Linked DNA regions of Sus scrofa: region 1 is linked to region 2. Evidence: chromatin contacts called from public Hi-C data. All regions are on one chromosome and are shown on one strand. The core of a region is the stretch at or near the end of the contact, and the rest is flanking DNA. Distances in the headings are between cores, read along the strand shown. Region 1 overlaps MDGA1 (MAM domain-containing glycosylphosphatidylinositol anchor protein 1). Region 2 has its middle 64 kb from the start of CCDC167.

Evidence for each region. A called contact is a pair of places that touch in the nucleus more often than the background predicts.
Region 1: a Hi-C map of fetal heart ventricle shows a contact between it and region 2, with 2.5 times the contacts expected there. The contact joins two enhancer-like sites. A contact is called at or near these places in 2 of 5 promoter capture datasets (fetal liver and liver) and 9 of 47 Hi-C or Micro-C datasets (embryonic fibroblasts, epiblast stem cells, fetal heart ventricle and 3 more).

The regions. Positions count from the first base shown.
Region 1 is chr7:33,251,089-33,258,255 of Sscrofa11.1, forward strand. All of the region lies in intron 1 of MDGA1 (MAM domain-containing glycosylphosphatidylinositol anchor protein 1), which reads right to left. Among named protein-coding and RNA genes, the nearest start is that of MDGA1, 15 kb to the right of the region's middle. Within about 2 kb of position 1,788, at least 20 of the 83 cell types and tissues checked have an H3K27ac peak or open chromatin away from gene starts, as enhancers often do.
Region 2 is chr7:33,145,796-33,152,683 of Sscrofa11.1, forward strand. It overlaps LOC102165560. Among named protein-coding and RNA genes, the nearest start is that of CCDC167, 64 kb to the left of the region's middle. Within about 2 kb of position 5,021, at least 17 of the 83 cell types and tissues checked have an H3K27ac peak or open chromatin away from gene starts, as enhancers often do.

The DNA.
Region 1 (7,167 bases), core at 538-3,037, 100 kb after region 2:
AGGGCTGCACCCTAGGCATATGAAAGTTCCCAGGCCAGGAGTCAAACCATAACTTCAGCTGCCAGCCTACACCACAGCTACAGCAATACCAGAACCAAGCCGTTTGCAATGTACACTGACGCTCAGGGCAACATCAGATCCTTAACCCACTGAGTGGTGCCTTGCCACAGCCCCCTGAGGAAGGCGCTGGTTTTTTTTTTTTCTTTTTAGGGCCATACCTGTAGCATATGGAAGTTACCAGGCTAGGGGTCAAATTGGAGCTGCAGCTGCCGGCCTACACCACAGCCACAGCAATGCGGGATCTGAGCCTCATCTGCGACCTATATCACAGCTCACAGCAACGCTAGATCCTTAACCTCCTGAGCAAGTTGGAGCTCACGCTTGTCCTAAGCAGGAAGTCTCTCTTGAGCACCTATGATAACAAGGGCCCTGGCTGACATGTATTAAGTACCAGCTACTCGCTAGGCAGTGTGCTAACGCCACCAAGCCCCCCGCTTTTGCAGGGCCCAGGCTTCTTCCTGCGCCTCACTAAGGATCTGGTGTTGATGGAATCAGCATCCTCATGGATACTAGTCAGGTTCGTTACCGCTGAGCCACCATGGGAACTCCAAGGAAGGTGCTATTATTATCACCATCTTGTGCCTGGGGAAACTCAGGCACAGAGTACAACCTGCCCAGATTACACAACCAAAGAGCAGCTGAGGCAGGACTCGAACCCTGATCTATTTCAGAAGCCTCTGATCCGAGCCTTCAGGCCACGCTGCCTCCCTACACTCCCGCCTGAGTGAGAAAGATGACTATTCATGGACTCTGATATATTTAGTTGCTTGCTTCTGAAATTAGACCTTGGCGGTGTCATGGAGCCTGGCAGTCATGTGCGACAGCTGACCTCAGAGCTGCTAGTCATTGACACCTCAGTGTGAAGAACTTCTCCAGTTACTCTGCTCCCTGGGGGCGCTGAGGCAGGAGGGAATGGAAATGGTGGAGGGCAGGGGCCTGGGGTGGGGGAGCTGCAGGACCACTTGGCTGACCCTTCCCAGAATCCTCCTCTCTGGTTGCCATGGAGCCACTTCTGCAGAGGCTGGGGCCCTTGGCGGGGCGGGGAAGGCGAGGTGGGGCAGAGAGGAGTGACCCAGAAGAAAGGCAGCTAGCCTGTTTGTGAAGTCCCTCTGGAAAAGGGGGGCTGCAGAGGCACCCATCCTGAGCCCCTCGATCACTAGGGCCACCCTCAAGTGGGAAGAGAGAAGGGACTCCCAGGAGAAACTGAGAAACACTGAGCAGAGGTGGGTGCAGGAGGTGACGGAAGCATGCAGAAGATGCGGGAAAGTGAGGTGCAGGAAGAAGCCTGGGCCCTGCAAAAGCTGGGGGCTTGGCGGCGTTAGCACAGTGCCCAGCAAGTGGCTGGTACTTAATACATGTCAGCCAGGGCCCTTGTTATCATAGGTGCTCGAGAGACTTCCTGGTTAGGACAAGCGTGAACTCCAATTTGCTCAGACCTGGAGTGAGGCATGAACACCGCAGATGTGCTCAGGGATCCCTCTGAGGGCCCCTCTGCCCTGCAAGGGGCCTTTCCAAGGTGCCAGTGCCCCTCCGAGCCTGAGCAGCTCTGTTCCTCCGAGGCTGGCTGGGCAGGACTTCGGGAGAAGAAGCATCCCAGCCACTCAGCCCAGCTGGGGCCACTGTGTCCGTGCGCCCAGCCCAGCCCCCACCCTGGCACGGGCACAGCGGGTGAGCGCACGCCTGGCACAGACCCCAGTGCCTGGGAAGAGAGGCTCCAAGCGGGCGGCTTTGTATTTTGTAAAAACCAAACCCACAACTGAGCTCTCCAGCCAAGCGGGGCCTGCTGGGAAGGCTGGCGGGTCTCTCTTCCCGTCCCCCGGCTGGGGCCCACCCTCCCTTCCTCACCCCCACCCCAGGAACCATGGGGAGCACCAGCTGCCACCCGGACTGGCATGGGGGGCAGAGGGGGTGGCCTGGGCCCAGCTCTGGCCGTGCCAGGGCTCATCCCCCCACCCTGACCCCTTTCCTGCCTGGAATAAATTGGAATACAAATCAGAGGGAAACGCTTTCCTCTGTTTGAACAAATTGCTATGGATTCCTCCCTGTCTCAGGTCAGGGCTTGCGATGGGGGATATTTTCACTCGCCGACTGCTAATAGACTCAGGAGAAGCTGCTGGATCGATGGAGGCCGGGAAAATTAGCCAGGAGCTTCAGGCCAGCCTCGGCCTGTCCCTGCCCCCACTTCAGGTCTCCTAGAGGGGGCGGGGGCAGCTATAACCCAGGCTGGACAGAAGCGCTCGGGTGATGGTCCTAAGTGCTGGATGCCCGTTCCTGCCCCCAGCTGGGAAACAAGGCAAGGACGACCAGGGGCTTCCCGGAGGAGCAGTGGGATAAAGGTGGACCCGAGAAGTCCCCAAGGAGGTCTGCAGTCCCCCGCCACATACACACATGACTCCCTGCACGTAAACACACGGTCTGTGTGCATTGTCACACGCACCCACACCTTCAGCACACACACGCCCACGTGTATCTATGAGTGCACGAAAAGTACTGATGAAGCGTCTGTGCCCAGGGCAGGGAGGGCTTGGGCAATGTATTCAGCTCCTGTTGAGGAGCCTGGTGAGAGCAGTTTATCTCATGTCACTGGTTCTGTGCGTGCACACGCGCACACACACACACACACACACACACACACACACAATGATCTCCACCAGCAGCCAGGGCTCCCCACCAATCACTCCTTTCACCCCTCAGCCTGGTTCTATAATCCTGCAGGGGGGCCTGGAGGAGCTACAGCCTTCACTGGCCTCAGCTCCAAGGAAATGAGGGGAGGAGACTGGCCAGGGGGGGAAGCAGCCCACACTCAGCCTGGGCAGCCTCAGAGCCCCCTGCTCCCTCAGCTCCTGTGAAAGCGAGGGAGTGAGCCAGGCCGGTGTCGGTGTCAAGCTGCTTCAGGCACATAAGGGCATCCCTTGGTGTGGAGCCCTCCCGCTGTACCAGTGGGCAATGCCTGGGGCCATGGCTGCAGGGGAGCCGGGGAGAAGCAGGAGGGACGGGGAGAACTCGCTGCAGCCTCTTGAATGCCCCAGAAGGTGGGGTGGTTTGATCTAGAGAAAGCCTCTCATGTCTCCTGCCTGCTGGCCTTGGCACGTGAAGCCACATGTATGCACGTGTGCATAAACACCACACACACACACACACTCCCTTCAGTAACCTAAAGCCCAGATCTGACTTGGAAGATAGATGTGAGAGAGAAGGTGTGTTCACTGGCAGGTAGAGGTTGGTGTGGTCCTTGGTTGTGCCCACAGCATATGGAAGTTCCCAGGCCAGGGACCAAACCCATGTCACAGCAGCGACCTAAGCCACTGCAGTGACGATGCTGGATCTTCAACCCACTGTGCCTCAAGGGAACTCCCATCTGACCACTGGTTTCTGCCTCTTAAACTGAGCAGCCAGGGGCCAGGGGACCCCCAGGCCTGTTACCTCTGACCTTCCAGGATTCCAAGCTGGGCTCCTTCTTTGCTGTGTGGCCTCTTTCTACCTCAGATTTCTCTTCTGTCAAATGATTTGTTTTGCCCTAAGATCCCTCCAGGCTCTGATTCCACAAGCCTGTGATTCTAGACCATCTCTTTGTCTTGCTCTAGGCTGACTCCTTAGGAACTAGAACAGTGTCAGGAGCATAGGAGGTGCTCAGTAAATATTTACTTAATTAATTAATCTCAGGTCCCAGTTGGTAGTGAAAAGACAGAAATTCACAACAGGAGGGAGGTGCTGTTCTGATCCTGACCCAGAAGGCACAGGGATCTTCAGGGAGGCAGGCTGGCCTGATCATGGCCCACAGGAGAAGGAAGGGACAGAATGCAACAGACCTCGTTACCTGCAGAGAATCCTGCCTGCAGAGAGAAGGGGCGATCTTCTGCTCTCAGAGCTTGTCCCCATCTCTTTCTTAGTTTTGAATTCAGCAGGTAGGGAGCTAACGTTCGTGCCTCTCATGCAATGTCCAAAGGACCTGGAGACTCGGAGTTGTCCTCAGTGACCCCCAACCCTGCCCTTCCCAGCTGTGAGGCCTCCCTGGATCCTCTCAGGAGAGGATCTTGGGGAAATGGATGTGCTGGGGCTCCAATCCCAGAATCCAAGGAGGCAAATGAGCAGCTCACAGGGCTGGTGGCTGCAGGGGAGAGTTTTCAGCCTGGAATCAGGGCTGATTCATACACGCATTTCAGAAGACAAGACCTAAGAACAAAGAGTCCAGCAGAGCAGGCTGGATCTGAAAAAGCAAGACCGATGGCTCAGGCAGGAGGTAGTACAGGCTGGCGGTGCCCCCTACTCCCTCCCTACCCCCCAACCACTTCAGGGCATACCTGCCAGCACCTTCCTCTCTCTGCCTGAAGCTGGCTCTGGCCCCTAGAGCTCGCGCTGCCTGTGTGTGCTCCTGTGTGTGCTGCCTGTGTGTGTGGAGGGCTGAGTACCAGGAAATTAACACCCCCTGGGGCAGCCCTCAACCAGTGACAGATGAGACATAGTGTATACATGCCCCAACCCCCACATCCCCATGGTGGGGTAACTCTGAAGTGTGCTTTACAATGTCCCAGAGGTCCCCAGGGAACATGGTGGTGACTGGCTTAAAAAGGAACCTTCTATTGGTTCTTTCGCTTCCCTGTCTCTTCACCCTATTCCCCTCCCAGAGCTTCCTGGATTCACGTTCCAAATAAACTGCCCACCCTTGGCTCCTTATCTCAGGATCTGCTTCTGGGAAACTCAAGCCAAGATTGTGAGTCCAAGCCAATTTTGATCATCAAGGTGTCCATCATTAAAAATCTTACTTGGCCACAGCCCAGGGCCCTCATATTGTCTAACAACCTTACACACACACACACACACACACACACGCTCGAATATCTTACCATGATCCCTTACCTCCACCCTTCACTTCCTTGGCAACCTCCTTGCCTGAATCCCAGCACCTCAAGATCCAATTCATCTGATCAACCAACCCCAGGAAAATGCCTTGAGGGATGGTAGATAGTCCCAGAGCCAACTTCTGGAAACCGTGCCCATGTTTCTGTCAGCTCACCTGAATAATAACTTTAAGCTGGAACTTAATCCATGTGACAGAGATGTAGGACTTGGAGGAGACTGGTCGCAAGCTCTCCTTCGTACTGCCAAGCTGGCTGCCTCCTCACCCACAGGGAGGCCTCCCAGGGCCTCCCTGACATTGCACGGAAGGATTCTGACATCTAACCACGAGTCCTGGATCCAGAGTGAACCTCAGATCCTGCAGTCCCAACGCAATGGGAATAAGAAATAGAGTTCACGGGGAGGAGGGGAGCATTATAGAGATGTGGGCATGAAATGAGCTTATAAATGCCATGCAGACAGGCCTGGCTTCTCCTGAGCCTACCGGGTCATAGAGGAGAATGAGAAGGCTCCATCTGGAATGTCCCTTAACATGACTCTTAACTTCAGCCTTGGCACTTAATTGCTGTGTGACCTTGACAAGCCACTTACTTTCTCTGGTCTCAGTCTCTTCCTGCCCGGAATCTCAAAGATCTGCCTCTGGGCCACTTAAGGCCAATGGTCAGCAACTAAGCTTACTTCTTGCCACAGCCTCAACCTCTATTCTCCTGGCCTTCTCTGTGTCTAGCATGTGGCTTTATTCCAGAGAGGAGAGTAAAGCCAAGTCTGACAGCACAGACCTTCAGCTTGCCTTGTGGGCTTGTGTATTTTGCTGGAGATAAACTGCCTCCTCAAGGGTCCCCTGATTTTGCTGGAACACCGAAACTAAACCCAGAGAGATGAGGCCACCAGACTCCAGCTCCCTCCCCACTTGTAGCCTCCCAGTGTCCCTCACAGAGACGGGGAAAGTGCCTTCATGAAGAGTTTCCTAAGAATCACCTAAGGGAAGTCTCAGGGTCAAGGAGGTATTCAAGTTCAACTCAGAGACCTCAGCTCCTAAATCTTCCTGGTAAGAGGTAATGTTATAGCAACTTGAAATAAGGTCAGACAATGAGAAGAACTTCCCAATGAAGGACCAGACACTGAGCAAACAGCGGTGGGGTTGCCTGGGCTTACATGGTTGTGGGCCTGCTGCGAGGCAGAAAGATGAGGTCAATCACTCTCTGGCCCGTGGCTCCTAGCAGAGTAGCTCAGTTTCTGTTCCCCCAAATCAGGAGCATCCACAGAGCTCTCCTGAGGCTGGAACTGAGAGGAGCTACCTGTTAGTGGAGAGAGGTACCAACCAGTGGAAATGAACAAGCTCATGGCAGTGGGAATGGACAGCGTGTTGGGGTGGGGAAGAGGCAACAGGGGACCCAGCAGGTGGGAAGCTGGACCCCTCTCCCCTGCTCTGGGCCTCAGTCTTCTCTGAGGTTCTCCCCTGGCATCCTCAGAGCAGCCACAGCCTCCCCTCACCTGAGCGAGGCTGGCAGGGTAGGGAGAGCTTGGGAGAAGAGCAACTGCTGACATCCCTCTAAATCCTCTCATTTCAAGAAACACCAGCTGATCCTGAGGTGGGGATTTGCGGGAAAGACCGCTCGCTACCGACCCAACATCCATCCTCCCCTTCTTTCTAAATGAACCCTGATATTCTCTTGAGTGAGAATGTGTCCATAGAAAAGGCTATTGTTTCTCAGCCAATCTACATCTAAGGATGGCCAATATGATGTACACAGACACACTGGGAAGGAGCTTCTGGAAAAGCTGACTCAACTGGTAAATGACTCAGCCTTTCAATGTTCCTCCCTTCTTTCTGCCTGGAATGTGCCATGATGGCTGAGCCCCTGCAGCCCTTTGGTGATTTGAGGCAAAATGCCTTAAGGAAGGGTTCCTGAGTTTTGCTGCACCTGGGGATTTCTTAATCACCTGGGGATTTTTTTCTTTTTCTTTTCTTTTTTTTTTTTTTTTTTTGTCTTTTCTAGGGCCGCTCCTGCAGCATATGAAGGTTCCCAGGCTAGGGGTCTAATTGGAGCTGTTGCCGCTGGCCTATGCCAGAGCCATAGCAACGCAGGTTCTGAGCTGCGTCTGCGACCTGCACCATAGCTCATGGCAATGCCAGATCCTTAACCCACTGAGTAAGGCCATGGATCGAACCTACAACCTCGTGGTTCCTAGTCAGATTCGTTAACCACTGTGCCATGATGGGTACTCTGGGATTTTTTTTTTTTTTTT
Region 2 (6,888 bases), core at 3,771-6,270:
CGGTGGCTACAGCTCCGATTGGACCCCTAGCCTGGGAACCTCCATATGCCATGGGTGCAGCCCTAGAAATACAAAAAAAAAAAAAAAAAAAAAAAAAAAAAAAAAAATCTCCAAGGAAACGCTGCCAGTCTCCTGGGCTTACTGCCTGGCCTCAACTCCCCGCCACTTGCTAGGAGAAGAACACATTTTCTTCTAATCCTTATCTCGGTGCTCACTTTCCTGTATCCACTTCAGTGAAAGAAAACGTGGCTTCAGAACCACATGTGGTTATACACACACGCTCTCACCCCGGGCACAGCTCGAATCCCACCCAGGAGCTCAACTATCTTTTCTGTCTTTGTTCTTTTCTTCTTCCTCCTCTGTGCTTTTTTCAGCTGTGCCTGCGGCATGTAGAAGTTCCTGGGCCGGGCACTGAACCCCAGCCACAGCAGGGACAATGCCAGATCCTTAACCCCTCGGCCACCAGGGAGCTCCTCTTTGCTCTTTTCTGTGTTTACCTCTCTGGCCCAGACTCTATGTCTGTTTCCATCTATTTCTGTCATCTGTTTTTGTCTCTGTCATCCGCCTCTGCTTCTCTCTCTGCCCCATCTCACATCTCTCTTCTGCCCCTGTCCATGTCTGTTCCTCTGCATCCTGGGGTCTTTGTGTCTGCGGGCTTTTCCCTCCTGTGCTCCTAGTAGTCTCTCTGTAAGCCACTAGCTCACACTCAGCAAGCCCCCCAGGCAATCTCAGCAAGAAGGGAGGGAGGGAGGGAGGGAGCGAGGAGATGGAAGCAAGCAGTGCTGGGGGAATGTGCAGACCGCTTCTCTCTCCTTGGCAGAGGGAAGCAGCACGGGCAGGGGAGGCGAGGGAGGGTGGGCCTGCTGGGGAGATGGATGACAGGGCCTGAAGTAAAAGGGGATGGAAGTTTCCATGATCCCGGCTCCTGGCAGTGGACTTTGACTCAGATTGCTGGGAAGTGGAGAGTCGTTAGGAGTCAGAGCTACAAAAGGATAAAAAAAGAAAGCCGTGGAAAGCGCAGCGAGTGTGTGTGAGCACCTACCTGTGTGACGTTGTATTTTACGTAAGTGCTATTTGCTATAAAGTTCTGGGTCTCTGGCTTCCTCGGGTGGAACCATATGACCAGTTCTGACCAATGAACAGAACAGCAAGCGTGACTTCTGGGCAGAAGGATTTAACTGCTGGGCAGGACCTTGTGGAAGTCTTCTTTCTCTCTTGGCACAGGGACCAGTGAGGGTCCATCCGCCAGGGTCCTGGAGTGACTCCGATGAGCAGAGGCTGCGATGGACAGGGAGTGTGTGCAGGGAGGAGCCCTCTGCATTTTTAAGCCACTGAGATTTGAGAGTGGTTAGTTAATGAAGCATCACCTTGCCTACCCTGATTCAGTAGGCATGTCTGAACATGAGCGGAAAGTGAGCGAGCATGTTTGTTTAAGCAAGTGTATGTGCCTCCATCGCTTTGTGTGCATATATATATATATGCAAGCGTGTGTGTTTATGGGCGTACGCGAGTATAAAGCTCCGTATTTTTTGGTACATGCCCAGCAGCAGGCAAAGAAGGAAAGTTTCCCTCTGCTGTCTTCTCACCGCCTGTTTCATCTAGAAACACAAAGGGCTGTTTCTTGGTCCCAGCTTGCCTCCTTATCACACTCCTGGCTTTAGTCAGTCCCTCCTTTGCCCAGAAGCTGCCACTTCCTTCCCCGAGACTCCTAGACGGCTACTGCCCAGCACCGGTGTCCTGCCCCCGCCCCTGGCAGAATGTCTGGCTCTGGGATGGCAGGCGACCAACAACGTCTCTAGGGAAGATGGCTCTTCCCTTTGGGGTGAGAGACACAGGAAGGGGCTGGGTGTGGGGTTACGTGTGCCCAGAAGGAATGGTTGGTCAGGCATAAAGCAGAACTGAGGGCATTCCTGTTCTGAGTTACGAACCCTACTAGTATCCATGAGGATGTGGGTTTGATCCCTGGCCCCCCTCAGTGGGTTAAGGATCCAGCATTGCTATAAGCTGTGGTGTAGGTCACAGACTCAGCATGGAACCGGCGTTGCTGTGGCTGTGGTGCAGGCAGCTGTAGCAACAACATAACTCGTAGGCTGGTTATGCTGCAGGTGTGGCCCTTAAAAAAAAGGGAAGCAGCAGCAGCAGAGCTGAAGGAAAGAAGCAAGAGGGGCCTGAGTCCAGTGTGCCCTGTGTTACTGCTGACACAGGTCAGAGTTCTTATCTGCTTGCTCCCTCAGCCTGGTAGGTAGTGGGTGGGCTCCAGCGCTGGCCTCTGTGGGCTGCCTGGCCCAAGCTCCATGCCCTCTAGCTCTGGGCTGGGCCCCTCCACTGGGGAGGCACATGGGAGATGGAGGAGGGGAGGAGAATGAGGCTGGTCTTTAACTTCCTGACCTGCTTCCTGTGAGCTGCAGGCTGGCCACGTCCCTCCACACCAGACCGCAGCTCCTGTCCAGCGGCGCCCCCTTCAGCCCTCCTCAGGCCTGGCTGGCCTGTCAGCAGCCCTGGAGCTTCACCGCCTCCCTCCCCCTCACAACCCCAGACTCCCCTCCACCTTGCCCCTTGTCCACATCTTCATTAAACGCTCTCTGAATCGCTCAGGTTGGCAGTTCCCTCCGTTTCTAGCTAGTCCCTGATGATGAATAAAATGCCCAGTGCCAAGTCCACGGGGCACTGTCTGTTTTCCTCACCAGGTCTTTCTGCTGCACCTGACCTGGCACCACTCCCTCCCTCCCTCCCTCCCTCACCCAGCATTCTAGCGACTTCCTTCTCTCTCCGAGAGTCCTTCTAGGCTCCTTCTGACCTTGGCCCTTGCTCTTCTCTCTCTCCTGGGCAATCACCTCTATTTCCCCTTGGGATGTCAACCATCACAAACATTGCTGGTCCAGCCTGTGTCCATGGGGCTCAGAAAATCTAACCATCCCTGGAGAGTGGGTCTAGGCGCCCTAAGAGACCTCCAACTCAACACGCTCCAAACTGGGGAGCTTCCTGAGTCTGCTCTTCCCTGGGCCTGACTTTTCAGAGGGCCGTCAGACTGTCCACCCCCACCCAGGCCAGACACCCAGGAAGCAGCCCTGACTTCAACCTCGTTCACTCTGTCTCCATCCTCTTAGATTCTGATGCTCTGACCTCCAAAATATTGTTTTTTTTTTTTTCTTTTTATGTCTCCACTTGCAGCATATAGAAGTTCCCAAGCTAGGGGTCAAGTTGGACAGAGGTGCAGCTGCTGGCCACAGCCACAGCGACATGGGATCCGAGCCACTTATGTGACCTGCACCACAGCTCACAGCAACCCCAGATCCTTAACTGATGGATTGAGGCCAGAGATCCAGCCCACATCCTCATGGATACTAGTTGGGTTCTTAACCTGCTAAGCCATGACAGAAACTCCTCCAAAATATTTTTTGACTCTCTCTTCTCCCCAACCCAATCCTGATGAGACTCCCCATCATTCCCCCTGGACCACTGCAGTGGCCTCCTAATGGGCCGATCAGTCTATGTCTAGACTCAACCGCCGCCAACCCACCCTCCACATTACAAATCTTGTTACTTGTCACTTCCTTTGCTCAAAACCCTACAGGGTTTCCCTACCTTGAGCTTCTTAAATAAGACCTCTGGATCTGAGCCCTGCTTCTTTATCCTGAAATCTCTTTCTGCTCCTGCTGAGCTGTCTCCACCCCGCCACCCTCCATCCTCTGCCTTTTCTCTGGGAAGCCCTTTCTCTCGCTCTAACTCTGGCCAGTCCAGGACAACCCCCCCCACTGCTTGTTACAGACTGGTGTCCCCTCAAGGAGCAGAAAAGTAACCAGATTTTTAAAAAATCTCAATGGCAATGACCTGGGGCTGGGTGGGTCAATATGTGAAGCAAGGTGAGGACCTGACCGTTGTTTGGAGGTGGGGGAACCAGTACATGAAAAATATCCTACATGTTGGTCCCTTTCTTTGCCTTCTTCCTACTTTGATGCTTTCCGTAACTTTTCAGGACTGAGAATTCTCTGGGTTTGATGGTGGCCACCACCCTGCCGCTCCCAGGCGGTAGTGCACTGAGCCAGTCCTTTAACCTCTCTGTGCCTGCCTGGTTGGCCTCTCTGCAAAAGGTTCTCCATGGTTCTCTGTTCCCAGCGGCCCTGGGGTAGGGTAACAAGCAGTCGCTGAAAAGAACTGTGTAGCCCGTCCCTCCTCTGGAGGGCTCCAGGCCACACTTCCTGCTTCCAGTGGACACCGTGAAAGCAGGGGTTTAGGCAAGGAGTCTTTTGTTCAGCAGGGGCAGCTCCACCTCCAGGCCCCAACCATCCCTGAGGGCACTGCTATTGGGGGGGGGGGGGGCGGCTCCGCTGGGAGCTAGGCTCTTCCTATCTCTTCTTCTACAGTTTTGGACCAACCAGGCTGCAGACAGACCTGAGGGAGGGCTGTCCACAGCTGTCCATCCTGGATGCATCTATTCCCCATCTGTGTGTCTGGGGGGAGGAGGGAGTGGCTGCTGAGCTGGCTTCTGGCTGTGACAGACCCCCCCCACCCCAGCTTCAGCAGATAGAGGCTCTTATCTGCTCCAGCCCACCCTCCAGGCCCCCATTCTCTCAGGAGCTGGCCTTGCCTTTTCCAGAACAATAGCTTCCCTCACTGTCTCTCCTCTCTGTACCAGCTGGCTCCAGAGGAGCTGGGGTAGGGAAGACTCTGAGTGTTGAGGGGAGGCGGGAGGGAAAGGGTTTAAAACAGGCCAAGAGGGACAAGCAGAGGGAGTGACAGGGTAAAGGAGCAAACCCGATTCCGGCAGCCCTGGGAGGCAGGCGGGCTTCAAAGACTTGCTCCGATTCTGGGCAAGCAGCCCAGCAAGCAGCCTTTCTCTCGCCCTTCCTTCAGGAGGGGTTTTCAACCAGGGACATTATGTATGAAGTCAGGGAGGCGGGGAGGGGGTCACGTGGGCCCAGCCGGCCTGGAAATGAATGCGGGGAGCGCGGATCCACAGCCGCCCGCAGCCCCTCCCTGCCCCTCCACGCGAGTACCCCGGCCGTGGGCGCCCCCGCGCGGCCACTAGCGGAGCAGCACCTCACCGTGGAGCCCGCACCCAGGCTCCCCTGAGAGCCCAGCCGGGCGCAGAGGGAGGCCAAGGGGAGAAGTGGCGAGCGTCCTGATCTTTGGGCCCTCCCATCTGTTCCTCATCTCTTGGCCATCCATCACCCGTCTGTGCGGCCAAGCTCCTCCAGCTCACCCCCTGTATCCTGTGACCTCCCACGGATACCTGCGCAGCAGCAGCATCTGTGGATGTAAGGTGTCCATCCCTTGCTGGATGTCTTTTCTCTAGTCCCCTCTGTTCAGGAAGCCCTTCTCTATGTATATCTCTCTGCCTTGTCTCACTAGGTACTGGTCCTGCCTCTTATTTCCCTGGCTTTCTAGGGTCAAGGCATCTACCACAGATCCTGGAAAGGTTCCCTGGCTGCCCCCTTGTATTTTGTCTCTGAAACTGTCTCTATCAATCTATGTGTATCTACACTTCTATTACTCGGCATCCGCCTATACATCATGCAGACCCCATTATCCATCATTTATCTGCATATGTATCATTCATGCTTCCAGCCATCTATTATCCATCACCTCTCTTGCCGCCTCTTTGATGTCGTACATTCCACCATCAGGGGTTAACCTTGTCAGACCTGCTTTCTCCAGCCCCAGAGAACAAAGGGATGTGGGGAAAACAGAGAGGCCACTGGGGGCTGGTTAAGAGAGCTGGGGGCTCAGAGTTTAGAGGGGAGCGGAAAGAAGGGGAGATGCAGCAGATGAGGCTGTTCTGTTGGGAATTCCATTCATTGTCTCAATGTCCCTCTCTCCTACCTCCCAAAAGATCAAGGGGACATGGGTCTGATTTGCAGCAGGAGAGCCCTAGGCTAGACACAGGTGCACTTGCTACAGAAAGGGTGGAGCTGCCTGGAGGAAAGAAAGGCTTAGTGGAGATGATCCAGTCTTGGCAAGTCATGGGGTCAGGTGGAGATGGAACTATGGTGCAGGTGCACAGGATCCCCACCAACACACACACTCACACACACGTGCACATGCGTGCACACACACTTCTGGGATCACAAGATTTTTCAGTTAGAGATGCTGGAAAATCCTTTAGCTGGCGAATTCTTACTTAACCACGGCAGCACAAATCCCTGAGGGGCCAACGTCTCACATTGGTTTTATAAGCATCACTCCTTATGTTGCTGGTAATACTGCATGTTTTCCCCAAGCCTGGTTTCCTAGAGGAACTGGTATAGACTGTGGCTCCTTTGTGCCTCTGGTTTTCACACATTCTCAGTGTAAACCTCTCTCCTGCGACCCTGGCCTCCCTGTGCCCTCTCACGCACACCCAGAAACTGCAGAAAGGGAAGTGGGAGGGCCCTGTGGACATCCATGCAGGGCTCTGTCACATCCATTTCTATATCTTCAGTTCCTAGCTCAAGTCTGGCAAGGAAGCTCACGCAAGGCCAGTTACAGCACTGAAACATCCCTCAAAGTTTTCCAGCAGCCGGCTTACCCTCAAGGCACTTCTCCAGGCTCTGGACCTCCTGAGATGGTCAGGAACACCCTGTGAGTGAAGAATGGGTGATGCTGTTACTTTTGCCATCTTGTTCAGTGTTCCTGACAGGGAGATACCCTGGGCCGGGTTTCCAGGGGAGGCTGGTGCAGAGCCAGATTGTCTGGAAACAGCTTCTCAGCCCACCACCTGCACACAGGAGCATCCCTGTTCTTTTACCCAGCAGGGAACCGAACACCTCAGCTTCCCGAGTTGCTTTAGTTGATGGGGTCATTGGCACGCAAGTTTGTCAGGTGTGGAGCGCCTGGGGCCCAGAGGCACGGGGGAGGCCTCCCTCCTCACAGCTCCAAGGGTTAAAAAGTACTTAGCAGCAGCACATA